Regions from separate parts of the Mus musculus genome. Here all the other regions are linked to region 4. The links are chromatin contacts, called in public ChIA-PET, HiChIP or PLAC-seq and promoter capture Hi-C maps. All regions are on one chromosome and are shown on one strand. Each heading gives the region's core, a stretch centred on a gene start, on an enhancer-like site or on the middle of the called end of the contact. The rest is flanking DNA. Distances are from core to core; before and after follow the strand shown. Region 1 holds the start of Arhgap30 (Rho GTPase activating protein 30). Region 2 overlaps Slamf1 (signaling lymphocytic activation molecule family member 1). Region 3 holds the start of Cadm3 (cell adhesion molecule 3). Region 4 holds the start of Pigm (phosphatidylinositol glycan anchor biosynthesis, class M). Region 5 holds the start of Usf1 (upstream transcription factor 1). Region 6 holds the start of Slamf1 (signaling lymphocytic activation molecule family member 1). Region 7 has its middle 24 kb from the start of Cd84.

The links. Promoter capture Hi-C pulls out the DNA fragments that hold promoters and counts their contacts. ChIA-PET counts read pairs in DNA pulled down with a chosen protein or histone mark. HiChIP or PLAC-seq counts read pairs in DNA pulled down with a chosen protein or histone mark.
Region 1: an RNA polymerase II ChIA-PET map of memory CD8 T cells shows a contact between it and region 4, with 11 read pairs. The contact joins the promoter of Arhgap30 here to the promoter of Pigm in region 4. A contact is called at or near these places in 3 of 39 promoter capture datasets (hippocampal neurons and liver), 1 of 115 datasets of contacts at active chromatin or transcription factors (memory CD8 T cells) and 1 of 9 other capture datasets (liver).
Region 2: an H3K4me3 HiChIP or PLAC-seq map of pro-B cells shows a contact between it and region 4, with 2.7 times the contacts expected there. The contact joins the enhancer-like site here to the promoter of Pigm in region 4. A contact is called at or near these places in 4 of 39 promoter capture datasets (the C10 cell line, HPC-7-derived erythroid cells, hippocampal neurons and 1 more) and 3 of 115 datasets of contacts at active chromatin or transcription factors (T-cell acute lymphoblastic leukemia, large pre-B cells and pro-B cells).
Region 3: a contact with region 4 is called in a promoter capture Hi-C map of second pharyngeal arch cranial neural crest. The contact joins the promoter of Cadm3 here to the promoter of Pigm in region 4. A contact is called at or near these places in 12 of 39 promoter capture datasets (the C10 cell line, cranial neural crest, embryonic stem cells and 8 more), 15 of 115 datasets of contacts at active chromatin or transcription factors (VIP interneurons, bone marrow-derived macrophages, embryonic basal ganglia and 8 more) and 1 of 9 other capture datasets (embryonic stem cells).
Region 5: a promoter capture Hi-C map of liver shows a contact between it and region 4, with 4 times the contacts expected there. The contact joins the promoter of Usf1 here to the promoter of Pigm in region 4. A contact is called at or near these places in 4 of 39 promoter capture datasets (hippocampal neurons, liver and pre-B cells), 1 of 484 Hi-C or Micro-C datasets (rod photoreceptor) and 2 of 115 datasets of contacts at active chromatin or transcription factors (cardiomyocytes and pro-B cells).
Region 6: an RNA polymerase II ChIA-PET map of memory CD8 T cells shows a contact between it and region 4, with 21 read pairs. The contact joins the promoter of Slamf1 here to the promoter of Pigm in region 4. A contact is called at or near these places in 3 of 39 promoter capture datasets (the C10 cell line, HPC-7-derived erythroid cells and liver) and 2 of 115 datasets of contacts at active chromatin or transcription factors (large pre-B cells and memory CD8 T cells).
Region 7: a contact with region 4 is called in an H3K4me3 HiChIP or PLAC-seq map of bone marrow-derived macrophages, with 2.7 times the contacts expected there. The contact joins the enhancer-like site here to the promoter of Pigm in region 4. A contact is called at or near these places in 8 of 39 promoter capture datasets (the C10 cell line, the HPC-7 cell line, HPC-7-derived erythroid cells and 4 more), 6 of 484 Hi-C or Micro-C datasets (the Ba/F3 cell line, adipose-derived mesenchymal stem cells, cerebellar granule neurons and 3 more) and 5 of 115 datasets of contacts at active chromatin or transcription factors (bone marrow-derived macrophages, differentiating embryonic stem cells, embryonic stem cells and 2 more).

Annotation. Positions count from the first base shown.
Region 1 is chr1:171,387,679-171,390,378 of GRCm38.p6, reverse strand. Arhgap30 (Rho GTPase activating protein 30) reads right to left here and starts at 1,419. Exons shown (of 12, transcript NM_001005508.2): 1 at 1,016-1,419. The coding sequence starts at 1,112. Nectin4 (nectin cell adhesion molecule 4) reads right to left here. Exons shown (of 9, transcript NM_027893.3): 9 at 2,092-2,700.
Region 2 is chr1:171,786,109-171,788,808 of GRCm38.p6, reverse strand. Slamf1 (signaling lymphocytic activation molecule family member 1) reads right to left here. Exons shown (of 7, transcript NM_013730.4): 4 at 774-869. Among named protein-coding and RNA genes, the nearest start is that of Slamf1, 20 kb to the right of the region's middle. Within about 2 kb of position 1,273, at least 44 of the 459 cell types and tissues checked have an H3K27ac peak or open chromatin away from gene starts, as enhancers often do. A contact at or near this core is called in hippocampal neurons and pro-B cells, where this site is marked.
Region 3 is chr1:173,366,268-173,368,967 of GRCm38.p6, reverse strand. It overlaps Cadm3 (cell adhesion molecule 3), which reads left to right and starts at 1,273. Exons shown (of 9, transcript NM_053199.3): 1 at 1,273-1,555. The coding sequence starts at 1,474. It also overlaps a transcript of Aim2 not described here.
Region 4 is chr1:172,375,205-172,377,904 of GRCm38.p6, reverse strand. It overlaps Pigm (phosphatidylinositol glycan anchor biosynthesis, class M), which reads right to left and starts at 1,374. Exons shown (of 1, transcript NM_026234.4): 1 at 1-1,374. The coding sequence starts at 1,206.
Region 5 is chr1:171,410,024-171,412,723 of GRCm38.p6, reverse strand. Usf1 (upstream transcription factor 1) reads right to left here and starts at 1,411. Exons shown (of 10, transcript NM_001305676.1): 1 at 1,284-1,411. Arhgap30 (Rho GTPase activating protein 30) reads right to left here. Exons shown (of 12, transcript NM_001005508.2): 12 at 2,484-2,700.
Region 6 is chr1:171,765,747-171,768,446 of GRCm38.p6, reverse strand. Slamf1 (signaling lymphocytic activation molecule family member 1) reads right to left here and starts at 1,315. Exons shown (of 7, transcript NM_013730.4): 1 at 1,145-1,315. The coding sequence starts at 1,220.
Region 7 is chr1:171,814,569-171,817,268 of GRCm38.p6, reverse strand. No RefSeq gene overlaps it. Among named protein-coding and RNA genes, the nearest start is that of Cd84, 24 kb to the left of the region's middle. Within about 2 kb of position 1,303, at least 10 of the 459 cell types and tissues checked have an H3K27ac peak or open chromatin away from gene starts, as enhancers often do. A contact at or near this core is called in the Ba/F3 cell line, the HPC-7 cell line and bone marrow-derived macrophages, where this site is marked.

The DNA of each region.
Region 1 (2,700 bases), core at 170-2,669, 990 kb after region 4:
AAAAGGGGAAGGAGGTGTCTGGGGACACAAGGGCGGGGCCAAGAGCAGGAAATGAGCTGGGAACCACCACCACCCTCCCTTCACTGCAGGCAACCAGAGAAGGGGGACAAAGAGGAAATGACAGATTGGGGTGGGGTGGAGTGGAGGGGGGCAGAATTGTGCCCCCTTTTTTTGTTAAGTTGCTCTGCGTGCTGAAAACAAGCTGGGCAGTGTAGTCGGGTCGGCACTGATCAATTTCAGAACAAATTAAGGCCTGGTTCTGAGTGGTGACTGCATGTCCTACACAGTGATGAGCTCCCAGGCCCACTGCAGAGGGAGCTCCAGACTGGGTGCACACCCCTCTTTATTGTAGTTTCCACTCCCCACTTCAAACCAGGGCTGAAGCAGTCTGGTTCACTTTTCCCGCATTCCCGGTGCAGTCTACCATCAACGGGTTTCTTCTTTGCAAGCAATTTAAAGAAGAGTGTCACTCCTCCCTGCTGCCCCCACTCCTGTGGCCCAGCAAAGGTGCAGAAGGGCTAGGTCCTTGTCCCTTGGTGCTGTTCTCCAGTTAGAATGCCTTCCTCTCCCCTCCGCAAGTTCTATCCTCAGACTCGCTGGGCCCTTTCTTACCTGTATCTCCACTTAGTGTTCCACCAACTATCCCTTCAGCCATTCTTCTGGCATCCGACCTCCATTCCCTCCACCCTGTCCCCAGTCTCCATTCTCTCATCTGATTCATCCACCTCTCCAGATTTTCCAAATCTCATCCCCCACCCCACCCCGGGACACATTCCCTCGGCATTCCCATCCTCGAGTTCTCAGCTACCCGGTCCCTAACTACCGCAGAAGGGCACCTCTCCATCTTCTTCTCTGAGCCACATTTCCTGTCTTGCCTTTGCCTAGATCTCAGGTGTGGTGATCCTGGGCCACTGCCCGTTCCCTAAGAGCTCATTCTGCCCAACGGAGAAGACAAGGTTGGCGTCTGCATGGCAATCCAGCCACCCAGCTGCCCCGTTCCAATTGACCTCCTTACCTTCCTGGCCCGAGTGCTGTAGATGCTCACGTAGGTCACACCCAAACACCCGTTCCTTAGAGCTGCCCTTCTTCTTTCCTTTCTGCCGAGACTTCATGACCAGGGCCCCCCGGGATCTCTGTCCCCCAAGACCTTTGACCTACCAGTCCCCCATGGAATCCCAGTCAGTAGTTGGGCTTGGCCCAGCCCCAGGGGGGGCAGGGCTCCAAACTGGAGGTGGAGGGTGGCCTGGGCAAGGGACAGCAGCGCTTGCCTCTGGGGGGCCCCTGGGGCCACACGGAAGTAGATATGGAAGAGGAAGCTACCAGAACCCTGGCATGAAGCTGTGTCTCGTGGCCAAGCTGAGCGCTAGCCCTTCTCGTCCTGTGCAGCTCGAGGGGGAGCAGGAAGCTGTGCAGCTCCTCAAACCCGCTTCCTGTTAGAGCATCTTTGCAACCACAGGCCTCGGGTGGGGGAGGTAGCTGGCATTCACATCCTCATCATTGCTGGGACTCCATTCATTGGTCACAGCAGAAGGTGATGTCAGAATCTCGGGGTGGAGTAAGGGTGCCTGGGGTGTGAGCAGGTGGCTGCCATTTCTAGAGACCGAAATCTCTAGGTGGGACAGAGACCCGAGGCTTTGCCTGTGAGCACGGCAGGAAAGGACCACGAAGAACATACCCAGGGTGGGGGATTCTTTGATGACCCTGCCATCTTGGTCAGGTCACATTACTTCACTGAGCCTCCAGTCGCTGTACATTTGAAAATGAGGACACAGACCAGGTGACTTTGAGTTTCAGTTTCTTTGTCTGTCAAAGGGTACACGGCTGACCACCCCACACAGCTGCTGGAAGTTTCCAGTACAGTCAGATTAGAACCACTTTAGAAACTAAGGCACTGGCTTCCCCAAAAGGAGGTTATGTCCACACGGCCCTACCTGAGGGCTCTCAGAAATGGTTACAATGTCTTTTGAAAGCCACTTGCTCCTTTCTTAGCTGTATCTGGGCCCTTTCCCTGGGAGGGAATCACATAGAGACTCAGTCCATAGCACTTGTGACTTACCCAGTTCAAGGGGCAAGACAGGAATCAGACAAAAAAAGGTTTTATCTGTTTATTTAAAAACAGAATATCATTTTATGTACAAATATACATATATTTACATGAAATATACATACTAAGACCCCAGATCCTTGGGGTCCATAAGTCCTGGGCTGCTTGGGAATGAAATGAGAGTTTCTCCTTTAGACCAGCAGATTTCAGGCCACACAAGGGTTGGATACTAAATCCCAGTATTCTGACTGCGTAAGTTTGGGCAGGCTAAAGAAAAACAAACATCTTACCCCAGGCTCCACACATACAAAGTGCCAGAGAGCCCCGGATTAATGACTCAGAAACCCCTGGGGAAGGGCCTGTTCTCACCCTCACCCACAACACCCCTTTCTCTTCACCTGAACTTCCACCTTCCCCGCGACCTACCCTCTGCCCTCAACACAACTGAACCAGGAGTCCTTGACAACAAGTCCCAACGCCGTGAAGGTACAAACCACTGTAGACACAGCGAGGACAAGATTCGAGGGGCCATGGGAGCCAAGCCCCCCCATCCCTAGTCTCTTATCCAGTGTTCAGACCTCATACCCCAGGTTCCAGACTCCTCCAGCTGTCAGCCCCCTCCCCAGAACCTCTGTGGGTGAAGGCATCCTAGGAAG
Region 2 (2,700 bases), core at 24-2,523, 590 kb after region 4:
GGTAAGTGGCTATGCTGCAATCGACATCTTATATAAGCAAAACCAACATCAAGGTGCTGAGGTAAGGGCTTTTCTAAGAAGACTGTATGTGGATGACATTTACGGGCTTCAGAATGACATGAGCCATCTGCTCGGCAACGAGAAGGGAAGAGCATCATGTTCTGCCTTCTATTGAAGGAAGGCCAACCAGGGCCTCTGAGTCAGGATGCTCTGATCAAGATGGGTGGTAGTCAGTAAGGCTGAGGGGGCATATGGCCTTGAGATAGTGAATCACAGGATAACTGGGAAGAAATACAAAGTGCTTAAACTTAGAATCACAGTCTTGCTGCTTTTAGCCTACCCGGGGACACGTTTCATGGCTGGATCTAAGAGTCCTCTGAATCCTGTTCCCTGGTAAATCTCAGTGTGCTGTACCTCCTGTTTTGATTCCTTTAGCCTTCTGCACAAGTCAAACTTCAGTGCTGAGTTTAAATTATCTGCACAATGTCTTCTACATTAGACACTTGTGGCTCTTTCCTCTACCGACTCCTTTAAGCTGGTACAGGATCTCAAGAGACTAGAATTGCACTGAACTGGACAAGATCTCAAGAGGATCTTATTCTTTTTCACAGGGCTCCCAGCCAGAAAGCTAAAGTAGTAAGATTGAGCCTGTGAATAGAGTGACAGCATACAAGATCTTATTGTCTGTATACAAGAGTCTGTGCTTGCATAAAATCTATTCCACCTACCACTGTTGAGCCCAGTAAGAAGACCCTTCTTACAAGACAGCCTACCTTGTCTTTTCATCATTATTATTGCCGTGAAAACCAGGATGAAGATTATAACGACCCCCAGTGGTACAAGAGTATATTGCATCCATGGACTCGATTCTGAAAAACAAAGAAACAAACAAAAAAACCAGTTAAAGGTCAATAGCAAATGCACTGTGGGTTTAAAAATACTCCACCCAGAAGTGAAGGGAGTGAGCCTCACCCCACCCGGAAAAGAGGGGAGCCTCTGTTTCAGTATCTGTCTCCCTGGGGAGATGCTTGTTTGCATGGCTTTAGAGATGGCTTTAAAGCATTAAGATTTCCATGTCTACCTCCTTACCATCATTTTACTTATTAGCCCTGTCTCTCCCATTTCTAATTTCACAAAGATGTTTTTAAATAAAATGCTTTCTTTTTCCTTGTCTAAAAATAGCATATTGGTGTCTCTCCTAAGCCAATCTCTTGTCCTGCTCCTCCATTTTAAAATCTCTAATGTATTATGTGCCCATTTTTGGTAAAAGGGATATGATGGTCCCGTGCACTTGTCCCTATGCCCCAAACTACTCCCATGAGACAACTGGGGCGGAGGGAGGGGGAGGAAATATGCTTTTCTTCTTAAAAAAAAATCAATACAATAGTGCTATTATTGCCTCTCAATGCAAATAACTATGTTGAACCTACCAGACCCAAACCAAAAGAAACACATGTAATGTTTCCTGGCAATTGTTACCCTATTCTAAATTAGCAAAGCTAACTGAGGTTTGAAATCACATAGCCAAATTTTGTAGCTTTCTCTCTACTTCAGCCACTGTGCTTAATCCTTTTGAACCAAGTATACCACTTTGTAAAACCAGCCTTTGTCTCAACAAGATATATGGCTCACTAACATAAAATTGGGCACCTGTAAGTACTTACAGTCACATGATTTTGATAGCAAATCTTGTAATGTATTTAATCAGAACAATTGTAAGGGGTGAATACTTGAATTATTTCCATTTTATAAGCAAGGAAACATCATGAAGAAAGTCAAGAGCTAGAGCTGGCAATAGGAGAGGAAACATGACCAAATATTCAAGACAGGCTTCCTGGGAGTTAGAGAGACTCCTAGATTCAGAACAGGCAGTGAGCCCACTCAAAGTACCAGCTTTCTAAGTAATGGCACTAATCTCCAGTGGTACTAGCGAGACAAATGCCGTGTCAGGCATTAACACTAATATGTAGGGGCACTGTATAGAATTGATTGTGAAGGAAATGGGGGTTTAAAAACGCCCTTCACAGAAGTCTAAATATATATAAATATAAACTTCCTGGTTGTTGAATCTTTGAGGGACCCATTCAGAAATTGAAAGGAAGAACTAAGTGTATTACAAGCATGATTTGGATATTTGGAGAACTGATGAAAATATAGACAGAAATCTGGTAAAAGCTCCAGCCCAAAAGCTACTAGAAGCGTTCTTCTGGGCTTGAAAGAGTTCTTTTCTTCCTAGGCTCTGCATATAGCTAGTCACAAGGCATCTCAATGCAGTGACAGTTCTCTTCCTCAAGTAAACCATGTTTTAACCCTTCCAAACACCAACGGCAACAGTCTTGCTCAAGAAAAGGAGAAAAGCTAGGTCTGGCAGCTTATGCCTCCAGTCCCGCCACTCAGAAGGCTCGAATAGGAGGGCTGAAAGTTCAAGGGCTGTGGCGCAAGACCCATCCCACCCCCGCCTTGAAAACAAATAAATGAATGAATGAACAACCAAGGATAAGCAGAGAGTTGGCTTCATATAACACATAAAATGAGGAAGGCAGTGTGTGATCTGCATGACACTCTGAAGAGTGTATGGTGGCTAAGAACTCTTTGTGTATGTACATGCATGAAAGTCTGACCATGAGTCTAATTGGGTCAGATTCATTGCTGTCAGTACCAGGGATGCTCAGAGAAAGCTTCCCAGTACAAGGTAAGAAG
Region 3 (2,700 bases), core at 24-2,523, 990 kb before region 4:
ACATCACCATAAAGAGTTAAGAAGCCTTGACATAAGGAAGGAAAGATTACCCAAACATTAAATACTAGCAGAGGAAAGCAGCACAGAAAATGGACTGGAGATGTTACTAGAACCACCCACATCCCACTTGTAGAATAAAGCACTATGTACTTTTCTTTACCATTCCTAATGCTGGATCTTTTATTTCTAAGTGAATGTAAAACCTGGATTAGATCTGCTAACTTCCTTTGGGTTAGATCAGGTATACTCTAAGAATTCTTGGCATACCTAAAATTCCCTGATTTCTAAAATTTAGAAATGTATTCTCCAAAGCTAAATTTCGACCAAACGAACCCAGAAAGATCCTTTTTTTTAAACACACCAAAACTCTTTCAGAGATAACCTAGAAGAACAGCAAACACTAGGGACTCGGGACTTTTTGAATGTGAGCAAGTTGCAAACACAGTCTTTCTCATCCATCTCCTCTATAGCCTCAGGGAACAAGAGCTGCATTACTCACTGCTTCTTGGTCTGTAAGAGGGTCTGTGAGTCTGGCTTTCACCCTGGGTTCTTACTAGCTAAAAGTTGAGAAGAGCCCCTGAAAGACCGAGCAGAAAGGATATTGAGAGGCTAGTTTCAGGAAAGAGGGTCTAAGACAGAGCACGGAGGAGGAAAATACCAAGTAACTTTACAGGATACTTCCTTGTTTAGTGTCTGGAATAACGTCTTTAAAGAAGGCTTGAAGGAGATTAGGTTCGGTGGCCTCCTGGGGTCGGCTTTGCAAGGGATGTTGCCTGGAACCACAAATTGTTGCTGGACAGTTAAGAAGAGGGTCTTGAGTAAGAGAACTACGGAGGTTTATGCTTAGGAGAATGCCTTGAGTAATTAGGTACCCTGGGGAGGCATCCTTGGTCACAGTGGAGAGGGGTGTCCTAGCTTTGGGGATCCCGGTTGCCTAAGGAGAAGGCGGGGCCGGAGGACCTCAGGCAAGTGGGCACGCCCTTGCCCAGGCCTGCAGTGGACTCTGTCGCCAGCTGGCCCACCGCCCTGTCCACCTCCCCTCTCTCCACCCCAAGCATAAGAGGGGTGCGCATGGGGTCCCACTTCTGAGTCAGCTCCCTCCCTTTGCTCCACACCCGAGTGATGCTGGAGGAGCTCCCGGGGGAGAAGATGGAAGGCACCACAAAAGCGCGGAGGGGGTGTGGGAGGCGAGGGGGAGTAGGGAATGCGGCATCCAGGCCCCCCCGCCACCAGCCCAGCCCCCCGTCACCACCCCTCCACCTCCAACCGAATGGTTTGCTCCGAGCGCCCTATTTAATCCCGGCGACTGCAGCAGCGCCGGCTCCCTCCCGGTACCCGCCTCGGCCCCGGGCTTGGAAGCCGCTCCGGGGTTGCCCCTTTGGACAGCGACGCCGGCTACCCAGAACCCCCGGCCCCAGTCCCCGGAGATCTAGGCTCGCCAGCGCCCAGCCAGGGAGGTGGCCAGGAAGCGCGATGGGGGCCCCTTCCGCCCTGCCCCTGCTCCTGCTCCTCGCCTGCTCCTGGGCGCCCGGCGGGGCCAATCTTTCCCAGGACGGTGAGTGAGGGAGGGGGCGGCGCCAGGGGAGGTGGCCAGTGCCCCGAGGTGGGGGTTCAGACGGGGAGCCGGGCGCAGGGAGCCTGTTGGCTTTGTTTGGAAGCGAGGGTTCAAGTCGCCAGCCTCTTGGAATACCCTTGTGTCTGTCTCTGAGCATCGCTGTCTCTGAGGACCGTGGGGTGTGCCGGCGTGTGCACCTCCTATGTACACGACCGACTGTGTATGTCTACGTGTGCAGCAGGGATGTGGATCTCGGGGGTTGCTGTCTATTTTGAGCAACCGGGGTCTGGATGTGTTGATGTCCGTGTGTGTCTGGGTGTGCGCGTCTATGTTGGTGTCTGGGGCTGCGTTTCTGTGTCAGAGTCTGTGTGTATGTCTGTGTCAGTGTGTGTTGGGGGCGGAGTGAGATTTGTCGCTGTTTCAGTCAGGGCGTGTGTTGGGTGTTTCTGTATGTATGTCTGTAGGGGTTGGGTGGCCAGAACGATCCCCAAAACTGCTGTATGCAAACATTTCTGCTCCCCCGCGCGTCCCCCACCCGCCGCGGAGCTCTGAGTGGGCAGGCAAGGGGGCCTGGGTGAGGCTGTCGAGGGGGGCGTGGGCAAAGGAGAGGGGGCTTCTCCTTGAAGCAAAACAACAACACAGGGCGGAGGGGGCCCCACTTTGGCTCTAGTCCTAGTGGTGCTAAAATCTGGGCAAGGAAACCTATACTTGGGTGCGGGGCAGCAAACGGAGAGAGCAAGATATTTGGGGAGAAGGATCTATGGGAAAACCAAAGCTTTCCTGGGCTGAACATTAATTTCTCCAAATTTAGGGTGGGGTAGCAGACTAGCCTCTTTGCCCCAGTCTAAAACTCAACCCTTCTTAGGTTTGTAAAGGTAAAGAGGTGAAGGAAGGGAGTGGGGGGGGGGGGAATGAAGAAAGGAGGCGGGGCCAGGGGAGAGGGGACTTGGGGAAGAGCCCCTCCCGCCCCAGGCCAAGCTATGTAGGTCAGCGCTGTGGGGGCACCTCAGCCTTCTTAGAGGCTGCTGGTGGTTAATGGGGTGGCTTGAAGAACTGTGTAGAGATAGGAAGAAAGACGCCCCAGCTCAGAGCCTCAGGTTCCCGGAGGAGGGAGGACCAGCAGTGGAGGGACTAAAGGAATGTAT
Region 4 (2,700 bases), core at 125-2,624:
GGAACAGTTGATCAGAAGGAAGAACAAACCGGCTAACCAAATAAACAGGAAGGTGTTCTTTCCTTGAAACTCTAGAACATATGCAGGAGCCAGCCATAAGGCCTGTCCTATGAACCAGAACAGTAAGAGGACTACGGCTCTTTTCCAAGGCATCCTCACCAGTGGCATCACCAGAGGCAGAAGGCAGAGATACCAAAGAAAGTACTGAGAGGTGCAGACTTTGTTAAAAGTCACAAAAATGGACGTATGAAGGAAACAGCAGAAGACAAGGTCTCTGTAGTAGGCGAAAGATGCGGCTGACAGCAAGATGAACTGTGGCAGGAACGCCGCAATCCCCAGAGTAAAACTCCACTTGCTCTCGGCAGTCAAATACAGCATATAGAAGTACGGAGAGAAATTATGGCGGATATCCCTCCTAGTTAGGTGATAAAAGTAGGTGTGCTCCAAAAACTCCCAACCGTACTTATAGTAAAAACCGAAGCTCAGGGCAACAAACGTGAGCCCTGCAACTGCTACGAAAAGCAGCACTGCCCAGCTACACAGCCTCCTCAGGAAGTCGTACAAACGAGCCTGGAAAGAGAACCGGGCTTGCCGGAGACGCTCGTCATCGTCGCGCTCGGGCCGCAGATGGAGCGCTATGGGGAGGATGTAGGTCACCGGGTACATCTTCATGTGCACCGCGAAGCCATAGAACACCGCGGCGCACGCGATGAGCCGTTTCTCTATGAAGTACAGGGTCGAGAGAACCAGGGAGGCGACGATGGAGTCCGCGTTGCCCCGGCTGGACACCGCCATGGGCAAAGGGTTGAGAAGCCAGAAGACGCAGTAGCCACAGGCTTGGCGGCGCCCCAGCCCCTTGAGCAGCAGCAGGCGGTACAGGAGGAAGGCGGTGAGGAGATCGCAGCTGATGAAGAGAAACTTGCCGAAGAGTTCGCTGAGGTAGACGTTGGGGGTGAGGAGCCAGCTCAGGAGCGGGGTGTAGCGGTAGGTCGCCCGCAGGTACGGGGAGCGCCCTTCCGTGACGAAGCGCGCGGCGTCCGTGAACACGTGGTAGTCTATGTCGGTGTACCTCACCAGCAGAGTCCGGTCCTGGAAGACACCGTAGAAAACCAGGGCGACCCGGGCCAGGAAGGCCACGCCGAACACCCCGGCGGGCGGCACCCGAAAGTTCAGGATCCATTCCCCCCAGTGCATGGGGTAGCTCATGGTCCGAGTGCGGGCCACCCGCCCGGCCCGGCCCGGCCCCGGGTCCACACTGCGCCCCTCTCGCTAACCGTCCTCGGGCTGACGCCTCTCAGCCGCCGGGAGCATCTCCTCTGCTACAGCACCGACAGGAAGAACCGAGGAATGATCACTTCCGGCACCCCAAGTCCCGCCCCCACGGTACTTCCGGCCTCCAGCCCCGCGCGGGCTCTCAGCTGTCTCCGCGGAACGATTGCCTTCCTCGGGATTGGCTGTCTAGCGTCCGCAGCTTCCTCCGGCGAAGGCGGGATTTCCGGTCCCTTATTGGCGACGCTTCCGCTGTCCGGAAATCCCGGAGTGGCTGAGATGTCGTGGACCTGGGACCTGGGTGAACTTTGTTTTTAGTAACCAGAGCTTCCGCGTTCCCAGCTCAGATCTACGGAGGAGGACGCTGAACACAGTGAGCTGCTACCTGCTGCTACTTACATCCCGCCCAACTGGCTTGGAGGACTGAGAGTGGGAAATACAGATGGAAAGAATAAGCCTAAAATAAAATAGTCTTTTTACCCTGATAAGAAGGTTCCTCCTACCGAAATACGTCTAGATTGTCTCCCCTGGAGTACTGTCAACTCCGTTCTTTTCAAGAACTCTTCAACTAGGTCAAAATCGGCCGTCAACCCACTCCGTTCACCCTACCACTATTAGTTTCTTGCCAAAGACTCCAACTCTTTCATTCTTTTCCTGATTTCTTACTGCACTTATAATTGACTTTTTAAAACTTCATACTCTTTTTTTTTTTTTTTTCTGGTTTTTCGAGACAGGATTTCTCTGTATAGTCCTGGCTGTCTTGGAACTCACTCTGTAGACCAGGCTGGCCTCGAACTCAGAAATTCGCCTGCCTCTGCCTCCCAAGTGGTGGGATTAAAGGCGTGCGCCACCACGCCGGGCCAAGAACTTCATACTTTATTTTACAATGTTTTCAGTTTCAAGTAAATTGTTCGTGAGAGTAGAAAGTATTTCTTTATTTCTTTGTACTTTCTTGTAATGTATTACAGTCTCAGACGCATGGTAACTGACGCAGACTGCCTTGATCTTACAAACTGAGCCTGCCCCTAGGGAATGTCTTCTAGATTACCATAGAAGTGGCTCCATTCGGCCTAGACATCTCTCATCCTACACTTCACATTTATCCTTTGAGTGAGCCGTATTAACCTCTAGTCATAGTCTGGTATGTCTGTGCTTTGATGTAATTACATGGTGTAGATTAATAACTACCTCTATTGGTTTTTTACTATGCATTGCCCATAATATACTGTGATAACACATTACCATTCAAATAACCTTATAACTAAATTGTAGGGTTCTTGAGAGTAGAAAGTATGTATTTCTTTGTACTTCCTTGCATTACAGTTGCAGGCACATGGTAACTGACACAGACTGTCTGGCTTGATCTTAGAAGTCGAGCCTGTCAAGAGTTATTTGAATGATACTGTGTTATCACAGTATACGTGGCCTAAA
Region 5 (2,700 bases), core at 162-2,661, 970 kb after region 4:
CCTGTAGAGCAACATAGTTGCTAAAATGTTGCCATGACAACTCCAAATCAACTAAGCCTCAGGAGGAGGGGGGGAAAGAAAACCTCCAGGCTCAGGGTTCTGCAGGAGAAAAGACAAAGGGGGAGGAATCCATCTACAATGTTCCTGCCTTAGGACTTTTGACAACCAGCCAGAGAACGGGAAAAAACAAAGAACTGTACAGACAGATGCCACCAGAAAGAAACAGCTGCATAGGACAAAGCAATAAAATAATCTCAACAAGAAAGGACAAGATTTTTTTTAAACACTCTACCCGCAAGATCTTCCAAACCTTTCTAATCAAAGAAAAACCTTAGTTTAGCGGATAATGCGCCTCGGAAAGACCGTGTGCAAAGAAGAACGTTAACAACAATAACAAAAGGGAACTGAAAGTGAAACTGTCCGTAGAAAGTAAGGCTGCAAAGGGAGGCAGCGTCCGGATGTACGGACCACCTAGGGGGTCTCCATCCTCAAACAGGAGGAAGAGCTCCTCCTGAAGCTCCTGGCACGGCCTGCAGGAGGAGGCTATGAAAGAGACTGCAAGGCGCACGAGACAACCGTATAGCCAACAGCTGTCAGCGCAACTTCTGAGGCTACCCAGAAACGGCGGTAGGCTCCTTACTCAAACCTTGGTTGTATATCCGGAAGCATCCTGAGCATTAATAATACGTGATACGGAAATCAGCCTAGGATTTTGTGGTTTTGCATGCTCAAAAGGAGAGCCCAGCAAACGTCCTCACCAAGCACAGACGCAAAGGCAGAAATTTAAAAAACAAAACACCCCCCACCACCACCCACACACAAAAACCAGATCAAGTTCCCAAAGACTTCAAGCGCCCGGACCTTGCCCGAGAACGACGCGTCTCCCTGCAGGCCCACCGACTAGTAGTAGGCGCTTGGGGACCTGAGTACCCGGCAGGCGCGAGCCCCGCAGCCCGCGCGGTGACCCCGCCGGTCCCAGCCCAGCTCGCCTGCGCCCCAGCTGCTCCGCGGAGGAGAGACGGGGAAAGGACGCCGGGGACCTTCCCGGGCCTGCGGCTCGAAGCTGGATACCCACCGCAGGCGGCTGGGACGTGTGCACACCGGGGCGGGGAGCGAGCTCGGCCCACAAAGCAGGAGAGAAAGAGCCGGGCACGGCCCCCTCCCCCAAAACAAAGGCTCCGTGCCCAGGCGTGGCCTGGCCTGGGAAACGCCAGCCAAAGCAAAGGTGCCCCGCCATGCCGATCCACCGGCGTCCGGACTCCGGCCGGCTCCGACGCACTCACCGGGCCAGGCCGCTTCAGTCGCCGATTTCCCCCGGCAGCCTTCTCCGTCTTTGGATCTAGGTCTCTCCATAGACAGCTGCTCATGCGCAGTCCCAGCCTGCGGCCATGTTGGTGAGGGGCGGAAGTGTGCCCTCGACCCGCCCAGCCGACGGACGGCCCCCCGAGCTGCCACACTTCCGCTCGCTTCAAATCTGATGCCCGCTAGAGCGGATGTGGGTACGTGAGTGGTCGCAGGCTCTGAAGGGAAACAGACGGTATCCTTGGGGACCTCGCTAGAGGCCTTTGTTTTCAGTAAGAACCAGGAAAAAAAAAACCCGACTAAATTGTACTTCCATCCTTGTGGTAGGCGGAGCCCTTTTACTTCCAGTAAAAGGAAGTAGAGGGTGGAACGGCAATCTTAGGCGCCATCTTTCATAAGGGCAATGTGGGACGCCATCTTGGATCAGGGCATCACTTTGAGGGGGTTCCAAGTGGACTTTGGGACATTTCTGAGTGTACGTGGATCTGGGTATATACCTTTGTATTAACGTCAGCAATACTCCAAAGACCTCATAGCTTTTCCTCAGGCTCTTAAATACGTGTGGGGACGAGTTTGATTACCATTTTCTTCATTCTGGGTGTACCCAGAGTGATTTTGGAATAGTGAAGTATAATAGCAATAGCTAGAATTCAGATTCTGAAGCCATTCAGACTCTGAACTGACACTTTTTTTTTTTTTTTTTTTTTTTTGCGATAGGGTATTTCTATGTAGTCCTACATAAACTATGCTGGACTCGAATACACATAGATCTCTCCACTCCCAAGTGCTAGGATTAAAGACAGCCACCACACCTAGAAACTAACACTTCTTAACTCTGAGGTTTTTGATGGGCATTTTTACTTAACTACAGCTCAATTTCTTTGTAAAACGGAAATACCAATACCAACTTCACATCAAGTGGATTAAATAAATTCAAGAGCAAAGTTTTTATGCACACAAATCTGGCCCAATTCCTGGCATTAGATGAACATTATGTAAATACAGGTTTCTCTTCCTCATTTCTTGACCACCATGAACCCAGTTCTACTTTCTAGCTACAGTTTCCCATGACAACTGAGGAAGAATATCTAAATAAGAAAAAACAAGATATATACATTTTGGCAACTTTGGAATGTGATACCATTCACCCAAAACTTTAATAAGACAAAGTACATACACTGTTTAAATGTTAAAAAAAAAATTCAGCTTTTATTATCAAATACCCACCATTGCTAAATGGTGGCCTGTAGCCCCAGCCTGTGCAGAGACAGTGCTAGAGCCAAATTGAGTGACATTCCCTCTACTTTTCTTTTCCTTTTTCTTTTCTTTCTTTATTTATTTTATGTATATGAATGAGTACACCATTGCTCTCTTCAGACTCACCCGTAGAAGGCATCA
Region 6 (2,700 bases), core at 66-2,565, 610 kb after region 4:
AGTCACCAAGTAAGCCAGCAATGGTGGGTTCAAATGGTATGCAACAAGAAGGGCTTAGCTCTACCTCCAAAGATGCTCAGTTTGATTATCTCAAAGTGGAGCTAGACAAGGGTCTCCTCATCTGAGACTTGAATAAAAGATTCTAGGTACAGCCCCCCACCCCCAATCCCTGGCACATTTCAGGGTTTTTCTTAGAAAAGTCCATAATGGATTTACAGTCATGAATCCCCCACGACCAAAATGCTCTGGCTCTCAGGATTTCCCCGATCCGCTTCCTAAAGCCATCTCTGCCAGGCTGTCTCCCACAATCTAATTAAACTCTACAATGGAGTTGACCATTCATTCCATGGTTAGCCCAGTATGCACTGCTTAGCACGGTTGCTCTCCAATACCTTTCCTTACAGTTCCCACCCACTAAGTAGAAAACAACAGCTTGCCTTGGAAAAGAGAAGAACCAGAGGGATGGGAGAGAAGTCCTGCTCCTTTAACCCTTTGCCATCACTTGAGCCCACTGCAGAGCCTTGAAGTTTCCTGATTGCACTTTCCCCATTCTGTAAGCAACCCTGGGCTCCAAAATCCCAACGTTTCCTCTTCTTGGTGCTTTGGAGTCATCTCTTATAAGAAAGCATGACCACACCGCAGCCACTGTCTGGTGTGAGCCTAAGGTCTGAGGTTTCCCACTTCTACCTGTTGCTCCTATCACCCTTGCTTTTCACTGGACCGGTGTTCTTTGTCTGCCAATGATGTACATGTGAGAGTCGTTTTCCTCAGCAGAAGTATAGGTCAAGTGTCCCAGAGCTTTGGTCCCTAGCCTGGGTCTTTGCCAGAAGGGTAGCCACATAAACCAGCTACTCAGAATTTTAGCCTGAGTCCAGGAAGCTGACTATGGACATAGCAGGTGCCTTTAGCTTCTGGTTTCCATAGAAACTAGTGTAGATGGGACAAATCCTTGTAGCCCAAGGCTCAGGGAACTCAACAGGTTTCTTCCTCTTTGAAAGACACAGTGGAAACCCAGAGGCACTCTCCTTAAAGAAGAGGCAACTGAACAGCACTCCCCAGCCCTTGGCTTCTCCATCCATGGGGCTCTGCTGATTCCAAACTGCTAAACACAAGACTCAAACCCTTTAAACAAATGGACACTCACCTGTTCCGTAGCTCAACTCAAAAGCCAGGGAGAGAAACAGAAGTATTCTCCAGGAAAGGGATCCTTTGGGATCCATTAGCCAGCAATCGCAGACAGGGTCCCCAGCTGTGAGCTCAGCTCAGCTCAGCTCGGCAGGACAGCTGCTTACTGTTACCCCCAAGGAAGAAGCTCTGATCGTCGAAGTGCTGCCTCTGCTGACAAGTTCCTGAACCAGCTTCCTGTCTCAACCGGGTTTTTTTTTTTTTTTCTACTTGAGCCTCCAGGATTGCTCATTTATGATCAGGCTTAAATCACTTTATCACTTCATTGTTCTTGAGAAGCCAAAGTCAGGTGTTCAGACCCATGGGAGTTGGGAAAGGGGCTGTAATGTCACATCAGTCAAACCCTGGCTTGGGGAAGAAGTGTGATTCCCCCCCCACCCCTCTTTTTTTCTAAGCTGTTTCCAGGAAATGGGTGTCACAAGTTCTTTGAGCAGATCTGTCTGGTAAACTCTTCTTGGATCCTAAGAAAAAAACGGACATTGAGTAGACCACCTACAAATTAGGGAATCCAGAGCTCAACTTCTATTTGTAACTTACTTGGCATGAGATGACAGGACTGTTACTTATGATTCGTTACATAATCTCATTGAATACCTGTGCAAGTGATACTTTGAGCTATAGTCACAAACTGATAGAGTAGACAGGCGTAGACATCTCTGACCAACAGCCCATTTTCCTGACAGGCACAGTGGGGCAGAATCAAGTTAGCTCTCTGTTGCCTTCAATTTAGAAGTTGTTTGTAAGGTTTGCTATGGAGAAAGGATGGAAGAAAGAACTTCCATGAACAGAACACTAGAATAGGAGCTCAAAAGGAGACTTTGAAAGGTGAGGCTGTGTGTGTGTGTGTGTGAAAGTCAAAGAACAACCCCTAGGAATCAGCTTTTTTCTTCCATCATGTGGGATCAAGTAATTAAACTCACGTTGCCAGGCCTATGCAGCAAGTATCCTTATCCACCAAGCTATCTTACTAGTCCCCAGGCTAATGCTTTTAGAATCCATTGTCATATTCACAGATAATCTACTCTTGACCCCAAAGGTCATGGGGTAGAAAGAGCTGGAGTTAGAGGAAAACTGGTCTGTAGTTCTCTTTGTTTTCTCTTCTCCTGCCTCCTGTATCCAACTTCATAATGATGTATTGGGCATGGTGTGTTCCCAGATGTGTCCTCACTGTGGTAGCTAGGAATTAACTCCACATAAGGGGTTAATATCATAGAAATTGAAAAATGATATAAATTGGAGTTTCCTTCCTTCCTCCCTCCCTCCCTCCCTCCCTCCCTCCCTCCCTCCCTCCCTCCCTCCCTCCCTCCCTTCCTTCCTTCCTTCCTTCCTTCCTTCCTTCCTTCCTTCCTTTTCCCTTTTCCTTTGTTTGTTTGTCTGATGGTTTTATTGTATTTTCTTTTTTTGAGATAGGGTCTCACTATGTAGTTCTTGCTGGCCTGGAACTCACCATGTAGACCCGACTGGTCTCCAATTCACCTGGTTCTGCTTCCCAAGTGCTGAGATTAAAAGTGTGCA
Region 7 (2,700 bases), core at 54-2,553, 560 kb after region 4:
GTCCCCACACTTCCTAGCATTGACGTGACTGCACATTGCAGCTATGGTCTTTGTGGGAACGTTATCAACTTCTGCTTTTATTTTCTAGTGCGTCCCAGAAAACACTGTAGTGACCTTCTTGTAATAACTAACTTACGTATTTCATAACAAGGTTTTGGTCAAGTTACTGCAGATACAACAGTGGCCCCATAAGACTGCAGGAGGACCCTTGCACAGTACATTATTCACACATTTGCAATGATCCTGGTGCACTCAAACCCACCACACTGTAAGTCCTATAGAACATATACATGCTGGAGTAATCTTTTTGTGCACTGCATAAAGGTTGCCTTTATATTATTCAAATGTTGATTTCTGTACCAGCATGATTACAGTCCAGAGTTTAGTATTGTTTTTCTCTTGGGTGCAAAAAAATACTTTGTAAACATTCCCTTCAATAACTTCTGATTGGTTTAATAAAGAGCTGACAGCCTATATCAAGGCAGGAAAGGATAGGTGGGGCTTCCGGGCAGAGAGATAGGAACTCTGGAAGTCAGATGTGGAATATTCTCCAGCCAGATGTAGAGGAAGAACCAAGTACTCAGGAAGTAACGAGCCTCAAGGCGGAACGTAGATTAATATAAATGGGCCAATTTAAGTGTAAGAGCTACTTGGGAACAAGCTTAAGCTAAGGCCAAGCTTTCATAATTAATAAAAGGTCTCTGTGTCATTACTTAGGTTGCTGGCAGGTCCGAGACAATCCGGGGATGCATGCATGCAGAGCACATTATAGTTGATAACAAGTGTGATACTAGTTAATGTGCTTACTCTACTATAATTCTTGGTTGGTGTTTTAGCATTTCTGCCTTTCACTTGTTAAGCAGTTTTGCTATCAACAGTCAGGCAGTGCACAGAGCATAGCAACAGCCACTCATCAATTTGTGTTGTGTTTCTTGAGTGTATAGCTTTTCTCTTGTGTTTGATCTAATCTATTTTGTTCAGTATGGGCTGAGGAGCAATAAGCTACACACACACACACACACACACACACACACACACACACACACACACCATAGACATGTAGTCAACTATACCATTTAGGCTTGTGAAACATATTTTAAGGTTGTTGAAAAACAGTGAAATCGTCCAATTACACACTTCTAAGAAATTATTTTCATTGTTAAGTGCCACGTGACTATTTTACTGCCTGTTCTCAGTGTAGCTCCACTGCTGGGATTCAGATTCTGGGCCTCACACCTTAGGCAGTGAACGGTTTCTTCACGCATACAGAGGGAGAATAGAGGATGTGATACTGACACCTAGTGGTAGAACACAGGGATGCTGTTAAATGAGCAGAACAACCCATTACGACAAGCCATAGCATGACATTAGAAACTATCTGTAAAGTGAGCACAGCTAGAATTCTTCAGTGAATTGACTTACCTCAGTTAACTATGCTTAGATCCTGTCACCAACCCATATTAGGCCTTCTTATCTGCGGGGGGTAGGGCAGCTACCCCTCCCCTGCCTGTTAAGTGTCTTGAGCTAAGATGAACCTAGTTACAGTTTCAGCAAGTACATGACTAAATCTACATCCTTCAGATGTAGGAGAGATAATGGGGACGCCATGGGGGGTTTTAGATGCCGTTGTCCCACTATTCTCATATAGACAATGTGTGGAGCTTGTTTTTATTTAGAACATTGATCTTCTTTCCTTCTTTCTGTTTTTCTTTCTTTTTTCTTCTTCCTTTCTTTTTTCCTTTCTCCCGTCATTCATTCCTTCTTTCTCTTCTTCCTTCCTTCCTTCCTTCCTTCCTTCCTTCCTTCCTTCCTTCCTTCCATCTTTCTTTCTTTTTCTCTTTCCTCCTTTCTTTCTTTCTTTCTTTCTTTGTTTCTTTCTTTGTTTCTTTGTTTCTTTCTTTCTTTCTTTCTTTCTTTCTTTCTTTCTTTCTTTCTTTTCTTTCTTTCTCCTCTTCCTTTCTTCTGTCTGTCTTTTTCTCTTTCCATCTTCTTTCTCTTTCTTCCTTCCTTCCTTCCTTCCTTCTTTTCCTTCTCCCTTCATTCATTCCTTCTTTCTCTTCTGCCTTCCTTCCATCTCTCTTTGTTTTTCTCTTTCCATCTTTCTTTCTTTCTTTCTTTCTTTCTTTCTTTCTTTCTTTCTTTCTTTCTTTCTTTCTTTCTTTCTTTTTCCTCTTCCTTTCTTTTGTCTGTCTTTCTTTTTCTCTATCCATCTTCTTTTTCTTTCTTTCTTCCTTCTTTCTTTCTTTCTTTCTTTCTTTCTTTCTTTCTTTCTTTCTTTCTTCCTTCCTTCCTTCTTTTCCTTCTCCCTTCATTCATTCCTTCTTTCTCTTCTGCCTTCCTTCCATCTCTCTTTGTTTTTCTCTTTCCATCTTTCTTTCTTTCTTTCTTTCTTTCTTTCTTTCTTTCTTTCTTTCTTTCTTTCTTTCTTTCTTTCTTTCTTTCTCTCTTCTTCCTTCCTTCCTTCCTTCCTTCCTTCATTCTTATTTCTCTTCTTCCTCCTGTCTGTCTTTCTTTTCTCTTTCATTTTCTCTTTCCATCTCTTCTGTCTTTTCCTTCCTTCTTTCTGTCTTGCTTTCTTTTTCTTTTTCTCTTTTTTCCCTTTTTTAAAATTAGGTATTTTCTTCATTTACATTTCCAATGCTATCTCCCCCACTCTCCCCCCCACTCCCACTTCTTGGCCCTGGTGTTCCCCTGTATTTA